Linked DNA regions of Mus musculus: region 1 is linked to region 2. A link is a contact called in public Hi-C data. All regions are on one chromosome and are shown on one strand. Each heading gives the region's core, a stretch centred on a gene start, on an enhancer-like site or on the middle of the called end of the contact. The rest is flanking DNA. Distances are from core to core; before and after follow the strand shown.

What was found. A called contact is a pair of places that touch in the nucleus more often than the background predicts.
Region 1: a contact with region 2 is called in a Hi-C map of the N1E-115 cell line, with 2.1 times the contacts expected there. The contact joins two enhancer-like sites. A contact is called at or near these places in 4 of 484 Hi-C or Micro-C datasets (the F1.1 cell line, the N1E-115 cell line and embryonic stem cells).

What each region holds. Positions count from the first base shown.
Region 1 is chr9:116,899,919-116,905,725 of GRCm38.p6, reverse strand. The region is part of intron 4 of Rbms3 (RNA binding motif, single stranded interacting protein); the gene reads left to right. Among named protein-coding and RNA genes, the nearest start is that of Gm39452, 290 kb to the left of the region's middle. Within about 2 kb of position 2,360, at least 48 of the 459 cell types and tissues checked have an H3K27ac peak or open chromatin away from gene starts, as enhancers often do. A contact at or near this core is called in the N1E-115 cell line, where this site is marked.
Region 2 is chr9:116,759,121-116,764,703 of GRCm38.p6, reverse strand. The region is part of intron 6 of Rbms3 (RNA binding motif, single stranded interacting protein); the gene reads left to right. Among named protein-coding and RNA genes, the nearest start is that of Gm39449, 240 kb to the right of the region's middle. Within about 2 kb of position 2,118, at least 24 of the 459 cell types and tissues checked have an H3K27ac peak or open chromatin away from gene starts, as enhancers often do. A contact at or near this core is called in the N1E-115 cell line, where this site is marked.

The DNA of each region.
Region 1 (5,807 bases), core at 1,111-3,610, 140 kb before region 2:
CTCCAACTTTGCGCAGGGGTTTCTCCAAAGGGGGTACTCAAGGTTGGTTGTCTCATATATTTCTGCATTCACTGCTGAGGGTGTCATGGTTCAAGTTCATGTTTGAAGCAGGACAGACTTCTGCCTTCTGACAAGGTCCATCTGAGGAGGAACGGTGAATCAAGGAACCTGGTTTTCCATCATCTTCTGCATTCTGGAGCAACCTATAGGAAAAAATGAGGAAATTAGATTCCAGAAGGAACGCACTTCGTGGGCTGTCTTTCTAGATTATTCTCCATGTACGTGGAGGAATGGAGAGAGAGGTTTACTAGAGAATAAGAGACAGGGGAGTCTCTGGGTGGTTAGTTTGTTAGTGTCTCTGAATATGAAACGTAGGTCATGCCATTTTGTTAAGTTTCTGTGATGACAATTTTAATATGAGATATGAAAGTCCAGAGAGAGAGAGGGTGATGGTGGCAGGGGTGCAGGGGAGAACTGAGAGACTAGGATGGCTAGTTAATATCCTACTATCTTCTTTTTGTAGAAACCTCCATTTATGACAATTTCATATTTCTTCTTTAAATAAAAGGATGTTTTGTGAATTCATTGTTTTCTGAAATGCTAAAATTTTGGTCCTCTGAAGGGTGGTCACATCAACAGCCTCCCTGTTTCAACCTCTGTATTTTGAACCCTTTTCCAATATTACATAATTCCTTCTTGGTCAGCCTGAATCTTAGCCTTGAGCCTTTACAGTGGAGAATTTCACTCATGAACAGGTCTGTAACATAGCAATTGACCCCAAAGTTATCCTTGATAAATGGACTTCCCAAAGAGCCCTCAGAAATCATGATGATGTAAACTCTGCAAACGGCAGCCGTGGGGAATGCTGTAATAATCTTTTTGTTGTAATTCTGAACAATTTTCGATCACAATTTGTATCTTATTAGTTGATTTATTACTAGACTGGGTCTTGTATGTGGCCCAGGCTATGCTGAGTTCACTATGTAGCTCAGGCTGCTACCAAACCCTTGGCTATCCTCCTGCCCTACCTGCTGAGAATGGTATTTTAAAGCGTGTACTACCAACCTCAACATCAGCTGAAAATGTGTATGAACTTAAAACTGTTTCTGCTTCTAGAATAAGGGTGGCCACAGCCCTGTGGACTATTCTGCAAGACTGTGTTTGTATGTACTTACAGTGACATTGTTGAATCACAAGCATGTATACACCAGGAGTTGCAAAACAACAACAACAACAACAACAACAATGCGGGGACAGAAGCTGATGAGTCTGAAGGCCAAGGTTAGGGAGACAAGGTCACTTAGGGCACTCTGAGGCACTGCTATCAATATTTGCAGTAGCCTGAATGTGTGCCTCTCCACCAGGGTCACTGAACACTTCACTGAGTAGAAATGATGCCTGAAGGCTGGAGAGATGGCTGAGTCAGTAAAGTTCTGGCCGTACCAGCCCGAGGATATGAGTTTGCTCCTCTGAACCAACATAAGAAGTATGGGTTTGGTTGTATGGATTCGTAGTCTCTGCAACACTGCGGGGGTACAGAGAGATCCCTGAGATGTAGTAGCTAGTTAGTCTAGTAGCTAGTTAGTCTAGTCTGCTTGGTGAGTTACAGTCCAAGTGAGAGACTCTTCCTCAAAACAGAGTAAGCTACCAGAACCAAAGACACACTGGATAACCTCCAGGGATGACACCTGAGGTTGACCTATGACCTCCAGATGCACGTGCACCCACCCCCCAGAACAAAAATCCTATGTGAGCATGCCAGTCCCGAATTACAGTCTATAAAGCATTTCCATCGGAGAATGTGACTCCCCCCCAGAACAAAGATCCTATGTGAGCATGCCAGTCCCGAATTACAGTCTATAAAGCATTTCCATGGGAGAATGTGACTCCTCGTAGGACATTAATGCCATGTTAGCTAATCCCCACAGAAATGGTGCTTAACCATGCATAGCTCAGATCTTACAGAGCCAAAATGGGAACGAAAAAGTCTGTTATGCCCTGTTACGACTTGTAAGGATTCCAGATCTCCTAATGTAACAAATCAAAGATCATCAGTGCTTACATTTCTCAAGGCAGGGTCTCAATGGAAGTTCACGTAACTCAGGACGGGGGCTGGGGACACAAAGGCAGCTGCTTATGGGGTGGGGCCCTCCTAATGGTTTCCAGATGTGGCTCTCTTCGGGGCTTTAAACATCCAGCCTTGAGTCACTCACTTGATTAGGATCAGCAAATCAGGACATGTCGGTAAATTCTAGCAGTCAAATTAATATCTGTTGAATGAGTCGAGCCTTCTAGAACCTCAGTTTTCTGTCTTATTCATTCTTTGCCAATGTGTCTGGGACTGTCCAAGAATGTCCCAGGACAGAAAGGTCTTTGTATGAAGAACAAGAATGAATTCTGAGGCTGTCACACATGAATAAGCAGTCTATAGTTGAGCAAGCTTTTATATGGGAAGTACTGTCAACTTTGAACTTAGTTAAAGTGTAATAAAGTAATGATGTCAAGTTTTGAGCTAATGTTTTTTTTAAAAAGCCCTTGCATTTTGATTTTTAATACTATTTATTCCTGGTATCTCTAATGGTTTCTTCCTTTCTTTTTAGAAAGTTCTTTGTGGGTGTCATACTTAGGTTTAAACTCAGTCTATTCTAGGTGTCTGACTGCCCTGTGGTAGACACCTAGAAATTTTTTGAGCTAGAGAGATGGCTCAGTGGCTAAAAGAGCTGACTGCTCTTACAGAGGAACTGAGTTTGGTTCTAAATACCCATGTCTGGAAGTTTGTAACTCCACCTCTGAGGTCTCTGACCCCCTCTTATAGACTCTGCTGCTATCATGCTCATGTTCACAGACCCATAGAGAGAACACACCAACACATAATTTAAAATAATATTTTAAAATTAAAAAAAAAACCCAAGACTTTCAAACAAGAAGTTTCCATGGGGCTGTTGGCGTTTTGGGATGCAGAGGACGTGTCTTGCACTTGGCATTGCTTGGAGCCTCTGATTAGCTCCTATGCTCCGTTCTGGCCTTTGGGACACCAGTTCTCACTGTGTAGCCCAGGGTGGCCTGGAATTCAGCAGATGATCCTTCTGCCTCAGTCTCCTGGGGTCACAGGTACACACTGCCACACTCAGGCACCGTCCCCTGTATTTGAGCGACTTCAGAGTTTGAGTGATCCCCAGATGCATACAACCCAGGACATTTCTATTGTATGCAACTCTCAGTCATAGTCCACATTTGGGGATCCCTGCAGAGTTCTCTGACTGTTTAGGTAGCCTTAGTCACACCGTGGCATTTCACAGCAGTACGGTAAAACCCTGCTTCCCTTCTTGATGCTCCCCTTGTTAGATCTCAAACCTGAGATGAGTCTCAGTCCCTGTGCCTACTCCCAGCATTCCTTCTCCCTATTATAACACAGCCATTTTGGCTACATCTGTCTCTTTGCCTCTTGGCCCAGGAAGCCTCTCTTGGTCAGGGGCTCCTCTTTGGCTTGGCTCCCCTCCTCATCTCTCCCCTCATGGTCCAGTTTAGACTGCTGCCTGCCTGGACTCTTCCCGCTGCCTGCTTTCTTTCTTGTATCTACAATAAAATCCCCCCAATACTGTAGGAACAGTCAGGGGTTTGTTTTCTTCTCCTTTTACTTCACTTTTATATTCACCTATCAATGCCTGTCATCCAATCAGAGTAAATACTGAGCCATATGCCTATGGGAGTTTAAATTTAAATTGATTTCCTTAAGTCAAAGGAATCTTTCAATTCCTCTCATAGTTACACAAATCATAGTTCAGGTGGCCAGAAGACCATCCTGCCTGGCTTCAGGCAGGATGGATGGATGGTCGGGATGCAGAATATCTTTGATCCTGGTGGAACACACTCTCGGTTCCCCCAATCCATTTGCTGACGAGGGCCTCTGCATTGATGTCTAGGCCGAGAGCAGTTGCGACCACACAATCGTAGGTTTAATATCACAAGCAACGAAGTCAATAACGGTGGCTGAGAGTCTCGGGAGGTGCACATGTGTAATTACACCTCATCGGGAGTTTCTGTAGCTGTTAAATGAAATCATTCAAATATTGGTTTTATTAATGCTTTAAAAGGAACAGGGCAAATAGTGACTTGACAGTTTGGACTTTTTATTTCGCTGAAGTTAACATGTCATGTAATGACTTTTGCAAACAGCTCCACCTTTAAATACTGCCTAAGTTTCTGACCATGAGTCAGTCTCTCTCTCTCTCTTTCTCTCTGTCTCTCTGTCTCTCTGTCTCTCTGTCTCTCTCTCTCTCTCTCTCTCTCTCTTTGTGTGTGTGTGTGTCTGTCTGTCTCCCTGTCTCTGTGTATGTGTGTCTCCGTCTCCCTGTCTCTGTCTCTGTCTCTGTCTCTGTCTCTGTCTGTGTGTGTGTATGTGAGTGTGCATGGATGTACCTATGTGCCAGCCAGAGGCAGATCTTGGGTGGCTTTATTACTGTCCACACTAAGCTCCCCAGCTCCCCAGCTCTTCTTCTTTCCCTCCCTTCCTTTCTTTCCCTGTGAAATCATTTCTAGAGCATCCTTACTGGCCCCCAGCAAGAGCCCCTTTGCCCATCATCACAGGGGCTCCCCACTGTTCTTCTGTCTCTCTTTCCCATTCTTTCTCCAGTCCCCATAATTCTAATAATAAGTGTTAGAGGGAGGAAAGAGAAGAGAGTCCCCCAAGCTTCCTGTGAAATTTCCCCCATGTTTGGGGGTGAGTGGGAAAGCCTTTGGAGCAAGTGTGATAACACACACTTACCTTCTACATGTGTGGGCACTGTAAGATTACATACATGCATACATAAGGTTACATACATGCATAGACCCATGTGAGGAGCAGCTCAGGCTTTTCCTAGTCTCTGTTCCATCTGGGACTGGATTGTCCTTGGGGACTGAGATGGATAGCTTTTTACAAGATAGTGTTGTCATTCTCCAGGTGAGGAGATGCCTGCTCTCTTTAAAAGCTGGGACTCATCAAAATCTAAAAATGTGGGCATTTTCCCCAGCGTTTGCCCATGAGATAAGTACAGACAGAAGTCTTCATGTCCCGCAATCAGCTTCTCAATAGAGGGAGAAATTCAGTAATGACTATACTAGGATAATTTGATACAAGAATCAATTGACAAGGAAGGAGTTAAATTGTTCCCTGTGTCTTTATTGGGATTTTAAGAGCTCCTGTGATTTGGATTTCTTCTGTTTTTCCCAGGCTGTCTGCTCAGAACAGGAGGCAACCTATTTCAAATCCAGGTTTAGAAAAAAAAAGTGTAAGATCTGTTGATTTCATAACACTAACACTCTGGTACAGACATGAATCTTATCATGACTGTTTGATAACATTTACATACCTTTGTTATAAAGTATCGGTAAAGTTATGAAGTGATTTAAAGAAAAATCAGGTTTGGTGGCACATGTCTTTGATCCTAGCACTTGAGAGGAAAAGGTAGGCAATCTTGTTAGGTTGAGGCCATCCTGTTCTATATAGCAAGATCCAGGCCAGCCAGAGCTACAAAGTATAACCCTGTCTCAAAATTAAATTAATGAATAGTCAAGTAGATAGGTAGGTAGGTAGGTAGGTAGGTAGGTAGATAGATAGATAGATAGATAGATAGATAGATAGATAGATAGATAGATGATAGAAAGATGATAGCTAGATAGATAGATGATTGATTAACAAATAAATACACAAGAAAGCACCTCAAATCTTTGAGACTGTCTTATTGATGACCTTTGTTGTCGTATCTGATCTCCATCTTGAGAAGCACCACATCTCAGTAGCCGCTACTCACTGTTCTTCCTGACAC
Region 2 (5,583 bases), core at 869-3,368:
GTAATGTCATCTTTCATTTTGGAACATCATATTCCTAGCGGGAACTATTTCCGTGTGAGCTGACGTGGAAAATCAATGGCTTGAAGTAAGTTTTGAAATGAAGTGAAATGTTGTAAAATGACAGAGAGAAAGGCTCTCTGTGGGACTGACAGTTACCTGTGCTCTGCTCCTGCAGTCAGGAAGCCATCGGTTCAGGAACACAGTGCGGTACCCAGACTATTTAACCAAGATCTATTGCACCTCTCCTGTGACATACCCTACATTATGTCCCATTTCTTTGTAGGAAATTGTATTTTATGCACGTTCAACATTTTAGCAAGCTTCTCATTGATATTTACATACACAGAATCATGAATATGCAGATGTAAACATTGAGGGGATATTATAACTGATTGTATTTAAATTTAAGTAGCTTGTTTACTACTCAATTCTGTGCTTTTCATTGCGAATCTTGCCCAGACCCCGCTATCTGACCTCTATGTAATTTGTCTCCCTTTCTACCTGGGATGAATGGTTTCTATCTGTGTCTGTGAGCGTGGCAGTTGCATGTGTGTGCATATGTATGTCACATGTGCTTCTGTGTGTGCATTTTGGAGGGCAGGAATCCAGATCAAGTGTCTGACTCTTCCCCAACCCCCCCCCCCACACACCTTTATTTTTTGTTTTGATTTTTAAATTTTCTTCCACCATAATTTTAAAGACAGAGTCTCATTGAACTATGACTCACCATTCTGCTTGACTGGGTGGCCACCAGTAAGTGTCCAGGACCTCCTGTGTCCTCACCCACATGGCCTCCAAACTGGGCTTTATAGATACATTTTGCTCTGTTTGACTTGTGTGTGGGTACTAGAAATAAAAGACTCAGGTCGTCAAGCCAGCAAAGCAAGCTGTTTTCTAAGGAGCTGTGAGCCTAGCCCCTCTCTTTTTTTAACACTTACTCTCCTATACCCTTAGGGCCCCAAAGTCACCATGTAGCCCAGGCTATCTTTAAACTCCTAACATTTCTCCTTCACCTTCCAAGAGAGTACCCCCACAGTTCAATGTTCTCTTTCAAGAGCAATTTGATACCATGTTTTGTCATTTCTCGTTTAATTATTACTACTTTTAATTTTTCCGTTTTTAATAGAAACACGGAAAATAATATCCTGTATTCAGTTGATCCTAACAATGGGGTTGTTGTTCTTTTGTTTGTTTCAGACTGTCTGCTTATCTGTGTATATTTAAGCTTCCTCCTTATAATTATTGTCCATTTTCTATCAGACCTTTGATATTTCTTGAATTGTATTAAAATACAATAGGATTCATTTCTTGAATCCTATTGTATTTCAAATACAAATCCTATTCAGATTTGTATTTGGAAATGTATGTTGTCCTATTTGGCTTCAGCTGTCAACTCGACACAGCCTAGAGTCCCCTGAGAAGAGAATCTCTCCGTTAAAAGGACTCTGCCTGGATCAGACGGGTCTGTGGGCATGTCTGTGGGAGATTGTCTCAGTTGCAAATTGATGTGAGAGGACTCTTCCCACTGTGTGTGTGTGGGGGGGGGGGCTGGCAGGTGTTTCTGAACTATGTAAGAAAGCTAATGATGTGTCCACTAGGACATTGTACCGCAGTTATCCTCCTCATTTTAACCAGTGTAATGGTCTCTGTTGTAAAAAGGAGCTCGGGTGAGGAGGGCTAAAAGCTACGCTTACCTGTGGGTAGAAGGATGAGCATTTCGAATGCAGTTAGAAATGATACTGGTTTAGGAAGGTGACAGTAGTTGGTTTTCCTTTAGGATCCATGACCTCACCAGCCATGTGGAGTTGACAGATTTACAGTTCCAGACAGGAACTCCCTCTTGTTAATCAGTTTTTAGAGAACAGCGGGGCAGCTGTTGCTTATACCCTGGTGTAAGTGCCACCTTTACACGCTTAGGAGCATCTGGCCATGCTGATCATTAGTGTGGTTCGTAGGCTTCACAGCTGGGCAGGACTATTGATCCCTTGTCTCCACTGGCAGTTTACATAACACTTTCAGATACTATGGGAGCTGATTTCCAGGGAGGAGCCATGGCAGCTGGCTCTCAGGGAGGAGCCGTGGTATCTGACTCGAAGGGAGGAAGCCTGGTGCTGGCTCTCAGGGAGGAAGCCTGGAGCTAGCTTTCAGGGAGGAGCTATGGCAGCTGACTTGCAGGAAGGAGGCCCGGTGCTGGCTTCAGGAAGGAAACTTCCATATCGCCTTCATCTAAGTCTTGTGCCCAAAGTATTCAGTATTCAGTATCTCCACCAGCAGAGTCTTACCTTCGAGTTCTGAGAGACAACCAAGACCAACAGCTATAGCTTATATTGTTTTGGAACTCTCCCGGCTCATCCTGAGCAACTCTCTCTAAAACTTTTCTGGCATTGGGGGTTTTGGTGTGTGGTCTGTGGTTCTTGGGAAGGGGAATCATCACTCCACATAGCATGATTGCATTTCAACTCTCTCTCTGTCTTTCTCTCTCTGCCTCTCTCTATCTCTTTTTTGGTTTCTCTCTTTATATGTGTCTCTTTCTCTCTCTACACATGCACACACACACACACACACACACACATGGAATACACAAAGGTACATAGGCACATACACACTGACACACACATACACACAGACCCACACATACACACCGACACACACACACACATGCACACACAGGCACACTCTCACACACACACACACACACACACACACACACCCCTGTGTATATTTATTCACACACATCTTACTTAACTACAGTTTCCATTTGGGTTTCAGTCATCTACTTGCAGAGGATAACAAAATTTAATTTAAATTTGTAAACTCAAATTATAAATGTTTTCTTCTGTCCTAAGCTAGTTTATGGCAGCATCATAAAACACAAACATCTAGAAATAACTCATTTTTCTTTCATTTGTCTAAACTTTTGTGCAGGTTATAAAAAGTTTCCTGATTTCTTTCCTGTCAGTTGCCCTGCATTTTGTGCTGAGCTTTTAATTCCTAATGGTGAGCTCTGTCTGGAGTAAGCCCTGGGCCTCCTGATTATTTCAGCCTGTATTTCAGGTTTTCTTCCCGGACTAGAGCTGGTCTCCACAGCTATTGGAAAGGAACGCTGTTGTTGAGCTGGCCTCATGATGTCAACATCACCATGGAAGGCTTATGAAAAACAATCACCTTTTCTACACTGGTATTTCTTACATAGCCACTCTTTGCAGTGTTCTGTGGGGCAGTGTCGGGGGAAACTTTACGTGACAAGAACTTTTGAAAAGTCAAGGAAGCTGGCCACTAATTCTTTCTAAGGCTTTGCATCAGAAGGAGGACGTTTTGTGTCATTAAGACTTTAGCTTTGTCTCTCTCTAGTTGATCCTGCCCATATTAGGTTTGGTGCAGAGTATATCCATTCTTTGACATCATAAATCAGAAGTTTGCTTTGGCCCAGTGCTTCAGGCTTCTGATTTCAGCTCTGGAGAAGCTAAGTCAGGAGGATCAGTAATTTGAGAGTAGCCTGAGTATGTAGAAAGATCATTTTTCAAAAGGGAAAAAAATGTATGGAGTAAGGTAGGGAGAGGGGGAGGAGAGAGGGAGAAAGAGAGAGTAGAGAAGGAAGAAAAGCAGTGAAAAAGAAAAAGGAAGAGAGGGAGGGTGGGTGGGGAGGAAGGAGGGAGGGATGAAGGGAGAGAGGGATGAAAGGAGAGAGGGAAGGAAGGAGGGAGGGAGGGAGGGAGGGAGGGAGGGAGGGAGGGAGGGAGGGAGAAATATGTTCTGACATTTTCCCTCAACTCATCAGGAACATTTTTGTCTGTTCACTACTTGGGTCACTACTTCCAACTCTAGTAGACATTTCACTTGTAACCCACCCCTGGTGACACCCCACAGACAGGAAACCTGTGACTCTCTTGCATATTCTCCTTCACTGTGACATGTCCCTTTCTTCCTCACACTTGTCTGGGCACACTTGGTCCTGCAGGACATTCTGAGCTATTGATGCCTTTCCCTCTTCCACCCATGCATGCATCACCATCAGCATCTGAGGGGTTTATTCCCCTTTCAACTCATGGACAACACACTTTCAATGGACTCTTTCTGCCTGTTTCCTAGTTTAATCCCCATTGCCTTGATTAAGTAGTCTCAAACATTCTTCAATGACGTCCGAGGCTTTGGAGTTTAAAACTAAATTGCTTCTGGGGAAAACAAATCAAACTTGCACTGCAGACCCAAAGAAAGCACATTAAAAGACATTACGCTGCACTTTTCTTGGTAGAATAAATTGAGAGTCGCGGTTATGTTTCTTCCAGCAATGTCGGATTCTGAGACACTGCGATTAATTTCGGCTCTAGATTGAGTTTCTCTCCCATACTCCACTCTCTGTTTGATGTGTCTACATATTTCAGTGTATCCAATGACAATTTATGCCATAAATTATTGCCTTGGGGGCCAACATCCCAGGGAAGAAATATTCAGGACTAACTGCATCAGGAGGATGTGGATTTGATCTGTGTTTTCCATGACTGATTTGCTGGGTGTCACTGGGCCAATGGTTCAACCTTCACACTATTCACCTTCCATGCCTGCCTGATGATGTCACGATGCCATGTCATAGCCGGAGAGGAAAAGGTAGTGTTGGTAGTCAGGGATGCTGCTGACCTCTCCACTAGTTCATGGCTGTCTAACATGCGCCATTTGAAGGTTATAAAGAGAAGCTTAGCAGAATGTTTTTCATAGTTACCTTGCTATGAAGAGACACAAGGAGCACAGCAGCTCTTATAAAGAAAGCATTTAATTGGGAGCCTGTTTACAGTTTCAGAGGGCTAGTCCATAAGTATCATGGGGGGAAGCAGGCAGGCAAGGCACTGGAGCAGTACCTGAGAGCTATATCCTGATCCACAGCCAGCAGGGAGAGGAGAGGGGGAGAGGGGAGAGGAGAGAGGGGAGAGGGGAGAGGGGAGAGGGGAGAGGGGAGAAGGGAGAGGGGAGAGGGGAGAGGGGAGAGGGGAGAGGGGAGAGGGGAGAGGGGAGAGGGGAGAGGGGAGAGGGGAGAGACAGAGACAGAGAGACAGAGAGACTGGGACTGGCATGCACTTTTGGAAACCTCAAAGCCTGCCCTAATGATACACCTCCTACAACAAGGCCACACCTCCTAATCCTTCCCAAACAGTTCTACCCCCTGGTGACTAAGCCTTCAAATATATCATCCTATGGGGAGCATTCCTATTCAAACCACCACAGTTAGGGAATATTTTCATTCTAAAATTAACCTTTAACAGGTTAATTGTATAGCTCCCATGGCAGAGCATTTTATCAGTATGAGGAAGTCCTAGGATCAATCACTGCTTTTAAGTTTAACTAATAAAAGTCCATGTCCTTGTCACCATTAGAAATGGTCCTGGTAATTTGTCTGGCACTCATGCTGTCCAGCTTCCCCTAGACCCACTGTGTTCAGGAGTGATCACTGGTTTGGAAGCATGTGGACTTTGCTCTTACCTTTTTAAAGTCATTTCTACAGCCTACATAATTGCACCGATTCTCCTTCCCAGCCTTGCCTAACTTCACAGGAATACCAGTCTCCTTTACTAACTCTGTTTAAGCATCACC